2 separate regions of the Zea mays genome follow, and region 1 is linked to region 2. A link is a contact called in public Hi-C data. All regions are on one chromosome and are shown on one strand. The core of a region is the stretch at or near the end of the contact, and the rest is flanking DNA. Distances in the headings are between cores, read along the strand shown.

Region 1 (2,710 bases), core at 133-2,632, 140 kb after region 2:
TCACAAAAAACTATATAATACAGTTAACATTTTTGTTTAGGGAGTTGTTAAATGGTTGCCAAATGTAGAGAGAAAACGAGGTTAGATGACAAGTTGTTAAATTTAGAAAGTTCATTTAGAGAACTGTTGGAGAATAATTTTCATGTTAAGTACCTAAATTATTGATTTAGAAAGTCTTTTAGAGAACTACTGGAGTTGCTCTTACGCCGGACGACAGTGAAACTGTAAAAGCTGATGTATGACAACCGTAGAAATAGAACGGTGAAAACCGGTGGTAGTAGAGATTTAATAAAAACAAGTTTTTAATATATTTTTATTATTATGATGCTAATACCAAATTTCTGAGGTTAAATAAAATTTAGTGTTTTTAAAATACATGTTTTTCTTATATTTTTTTAAAAAAACTAACCTTTTTGAACTATCGCGAAATTCTGATTATCTCTTTTATGGCTGATGTGGAGCCATGTAGGGCTAGATGAAATGTCTGTTGCTCATCAGCTCGCTCGACTCGAATCGGCTCGTTTGAATTTTTTTCACTAGTTAAGCTGATATATTAGCTCGGTTCGTTGACGAACCAGCTCACGAGCTAAACGAGCTACCACATTTCAGTAAAACACAATTATATACATATTATTTACGTAATAATTGATAAACATGTTATATTTATGTGTGGTGTCTACGACCTATGAGTTAAACTAATAATTGATGAACTATGTCTATATGTTAAATTGGGCTATGCAAATATAATTATGTTAAACTGATGAACATGTGTGTGAATTGTGAATTGATGAGTGATGAGTTGTATTAATTTGGTGTGTACATTGATGTGGTATGTGAAACTACTGATATAATTACTATTTTCTATTATTAAATTAGTTTAAAGTTAACTATAAATTGATTATTATATACATATTATTTTTTTTCCCGCTGTAGCTCGCGAGCTAAACAAGTTAGTTCGAGCTCGTAAACGAGCCGAATTGAGCTGACTCTGTGGCTCATTAGCTTAACGAGCCGAGTCGAGCTGAGTTGGCTTGATATACAACCTAGCGCCATGTGGAGCGACTGATTTGACGCTACGTTAGTCAAATCCGCTTCCAAAACCGCCTATAGAGGTGATTCAAACGTTTCAAAACTTAGGCTTGTTTGTTTACCCCTAAATTATATAATTCAATTTGAATATATTAAGAGTTAAACAAACAACACATATTATTAGATGGATCTATATACTAGATCATGTATAAATTCTCTATTTTATACTACTGCGGACAGCTTTAAAATTAAAATAGTTTTTCAGCTGAGTGAGGCGAATCAGATTTGTTCAATAGTTGAGCGAGGGCCTGAGCCCTGAGGCCACACGGCCCACGCCCGTTACTGTACATGGGTTGTCGGCCCATAGAAAGGGCATGTTTATTTTGGGAGCAATCAGGCTCAATCAACTGCTCCTGCTCGATTCGCAATTCCCAATCTGGCGCGCGCACGGGGCACTGGTTGGCGCCATTTCGCCGCTACAAGCTTCTTCCCATAACAAACGAAAACAAAAAAATTTCCCCGCAAATCGCAGTCCGCCGATGCCCCGCGGCAGAAACACTACGCCCATTTCAAAATTTCAACCCCAAAACGAAAGTTGCCGTCGCCTCGCCTTCCGATTTCGTCTTCCCACCAAGCCAAAATGTTGCTCAGATTCCTCCGCCGCCGCGCTTACCCCGGAAAACTTTCGAGCTCGCGCGATCTGTAAAACCCCGTCTTTCTCTCGGCTGGGAACTCCCGCGCCCAGAAAAATTCTTCTCCCCTAGCTTAGCTCATCCATCTCGCTGCCCGCCATCCATGGAGATCGCCAAGAACAGCATTGCGAGCGGCCGCGTCCGCGACCTGCCGCCATCGAAGCGATTCAGGCACGTCGGCTCCCACCTCGGATCGACTCCCAGCGTGCCGCTGCCGGCCAAGAAGCGCATGCTGCCGTCGCACACGCCGGAGGAAGCAGCCGTCGCTCTCTGCCTCCCGGTGAAGAAGAGGGTCATCGCGGCGCCGCGGGTGGAGGTGGCCGGCGCCACATTCTGCCTCCCGGCGAAGAAACGAGCCATCGTGCCGTCGCCGCCGGAGGACGCGGCGCCCGCGTGCCTCCCCGCTAAGAAGCGCGCCTGCGCAGCACCGGCGGATGCGGCCGTGCCGGCGCGCGTTCCGGCCCAGGAGCGCCCGTGCGCTCCGCTGCCGCCTCCGCCGGTTGTGGTCTCTTGGGCCCGCGTGTCGACTAAGAAGCGCGTCCACGCGCCAGCGCCTCGGGGCCACGCCGCCGGTTCCGTTCCGGCGCGCCGACCAGCCAACGCTCTCTCTTGCGCCGAGCCCCTGGAGGATACGGTTGCTTCGGCCTCCGTCTGGGCTAAGAAGCGCGCCCACTCGCCAAATCGTCGGGAGGACGCTGCCCGTTCTACCCCGGTTTGCCTGCCGGTCAACAAGCGCGTGATGCCGCCGTTTGTGCCGCCTCCATCCGTGCAGTCAGACGGTGCTCGGCTAGTCGCCGCCAAAGAAGCCAGGCCTCAAGGATCCAGTACGCACGTCGACGGCGGCGCCGTCAGTTCTAGAGTGGCAAGTGGCGCCGAAGAACGCGCCAGAGGCAAAGAGTTCAAGAAACCTGAGAAGCCCATCAACCATAAGGGAACCAAGGAGCAGGTGTCCATGAAGCCAAGGTCTCCACCACGTGAAGGGAAGCATC
Region 2 (2,799 bases), core at 38-2,537:
ACTATTGAATTTCTAACTAAATAAGTTACTTACGATCTATTTGAGGCATCATGAAATGCAGCATCGATGTTAATCATCATAGGTCCTGTTTGCCCACCATCTAACCAAAACCCTCCATCAGGGAGATTTTTGTTCTTGATTGTGATGCGTATCTGAACAACTATTGTGGGGCAGATATACCTTAGCATCTCTACGAGCATATCAAAGCCAGCACCTGCATTAAATAAAGAAAAAACGCATAATATTTTCAGTGAAACAGGCATGTGGTAAGATAAATCAACTCTGCAATGACTAACAAATACCTTTTACCCATCCAGGTGTATTGACAATTAGTGGCAGCATTTCATTCTCATCGCATCGATATTTTCCAACAAAGTAGTCATACGAATGGAATAGACAATTCAGATATGCTTCTGGATCTCTTTTCGATGAAATGTCACCAAAGAAGTAGCACCTGATTGAATTTGTAAATGGCACTAGTGAAAGCCAAGCAGGGATGACATAAAAGGTTGCAAATATTAAACAAAACATCTGCTCCAGCAAAAATTAAAAAGTTACATGATCGCTAACACACTGACTGACGCGAGTCTGCAACTGTTTCAGTAAACAAACAAAGAAATTCCACAATAAAATTGTGCATAAATTCCTAAAGTGGAGAAACAAAGTGAAATAACCACACTACAATCAGAACTTCAGTATGCAAATAACAAATGAGAGGAGAGATTTTACACCTTTCAGCTTCCCGTAGGCTTGGGTTCATCAAATCTGCACAGAAGCCCCCAAAAAATCATCTTGTTACTTGTTAGTGACGAATGAACAAAAGACTACTGCCGCATTTGAAACGAAAAAACACCAGCACTGACGCCCAACCAGCACAAGCGTATGTACTAACCTGCAATAGCTTCGTCGAGGACATTGAACGAGAGGCATCCCGGCGGCCCGAACTCTGGCTGCCCCACGTCGGTGTCCAGATAAGCAACCTTACCATGCCTGCAAAGCACCACGACACTATCAGTTTATGAGGACCACCAGCATCGCCAACAGAGTCGTCGCTCGTCAGGGTCAGAGGGGCTTGGCTCTGTGGTGGTGGCTTGCCTGGGGAGCAGCGCGTTGAGGAGGACGCGGGAGAAGGTGGACTTGCCGCTGTTCTTGGGCCCGCACACGACGACCACCGGGGGCGAGGGGTGGGAGGAGACGGTCGATACAGCGGAGTCCCAGTCCGGCGGGACTACCGCCTCGGTGCGGGGCGCCGGGGAAGACGACCGCGGAGGTGTTCGCGTCGGCGTCGCGCGGCCGCGGGCGCCGGCCATGTCAGGAAGACCTCGTCGTGGTTCGCAGAGGGCAGAGCGCGGAGCGGCGCGAGCCCAAGTTCATCACTCCTGCTTCCTCCGGCAGCAATCTGGTCCGTTCAGATCAGGATCGGATGGCGTCAGGGCTTGCTACTTGGGCCCTTCCTCTTTTGTACGGCCCATTAACCCTTGGGCCTGAAAAGGCCCTACGTTACTATACTAGTGTCATGGGATGCATATAGCCCGACGATATACATCCATGCATACGGAAAGGTTCGAAAAAAACAAAAATAAAATGTTACACATAAAGGACCGGTTCAACACTAATTCGTACTCTCCAAGTAAGGTGATGAGGTTGTCTCCAGCAACGTCCTCTAAATTTCATCCTCTAAAGAAATATTTTGTGTCCTTTACAACACTCTCTAAAATATTTCGTCCTCTATATCTTTTTCTACTCCAGCAACGTCCTCTAAATTTCATCCTCTATATAAATAGTGTTACCAGACTTTATTTTCTACATTCTTTTTTCCGCATTGGACACGCACAGAAAAATATCATTTGTATATCTCGTATTAAAATACGATGTATATTAATTTTTTTCTTCACCTAAAATAGTATACCTTTTTATTACAAAGTTTCCTTGGCAAATCTTAAAAAATTACTATACATATTTGAGCAGACACCTAATAGTATTGCTTGCTGCTACTTATTCTTCATTAATTCAGCTACAATACTTATTCTATTGCATGTTGTTGTACATTTCTAGCGGACCTGAAGTAGAGAGACACGAATAGAGGAGCCGCTGCATTTGGAGGTGGTTGAGGACGTCCTCTATTTTATCAGACCCTTTAGCGCACGTTGTTGGAGAGAAAAAGTTGATCACCGTGCGCTAAATATAGAGTAGAGGAGCATATAGCGCACCTTGCTGGAGAGAGTCTGAGAAGCAGATTGATGGATACTCCTTTCGATGCAGAGTTACTGAGTTAGATGTCGTTTTAGACGACATTTTGGATATCAAGGAATGAGTAATAGAGGGTTAAATTTCCAGTCATACCCATATTAAATAGGAGTCCAACATCCTCTTTAGTATGCGGGTAGCGAGCCATGCATGCAGAAGCTAGGAGTAAAATTGGACAATACTACTTTTATATCTAGAATGACATCTTTTATTATACTATTCAGACAGAATGACATCTAATACTATAACGGACGGAGTACATGCAATATGTTCAGTGCAGCAACAGCTCGAGAGAGAGAGGCTGGAACTATAACGCAGAGATGATGTGAGCTAGATGTGATTTTAAATTCTGAAACTAGGGTTTACAATTTCGGACGGAAATTTCTGAAATTTCCTTGATTTCGGTGATGTCCGAAAATTATATATTTCCAAATTTGGCATTTGTTATTATAAATTATATCATTTTTTGTTTAAAAAAATAAATCTATTTGATTTTGATCTAGAATTCCCGAAATTTCCTGTTTTCCGTTGGGGCCGAAATTTTTTCTTTTC

The links. Hi-C and Micro-C count contacts between places; a contact is called where the count stands out from the background.
Region 1: a Hi-C map of tassel shows a contact between it and region 2, with 1.8 times the contacts expected there. The contact joins the promoter of LOC103649660 here to the promoter of LOC100191258 in region 2. A contact is called at or near these places in 3 of 25 Hi-C or Micro-C datasets (ear, leaf and tassel).

The regions. Positions count from the first base shown.
Region 1 is chr3:8,972,854-8,975,563 of Zm-B73-REFERENCE-NAM-5.0, forward strand. LOC103649660 (bromodomain-containing protein 1) reads left to right here and starts at 1,383. Exons shown (of 2, transcript XM_008675392.4): 1 at 1,383-2,710. The coding sequence starts at 1,825.
Region 2 is chr3:8,829,730-8,832,528 of Zm-B73-REFERENCE-NAM-5.0, forward strand. It overlaps LOC100191258 (Polynucleotide 5'-hydroxyl-kinase NOL9), which reads right to left and starts at 1,288. Exons shown (of 9, transcript NM_001136692.1): 1 at 1,096-1,288; 2 at 893-990; 3 at 732-765; 4 at 303-454; 5 at 34-214. The coding sequence starts at 760.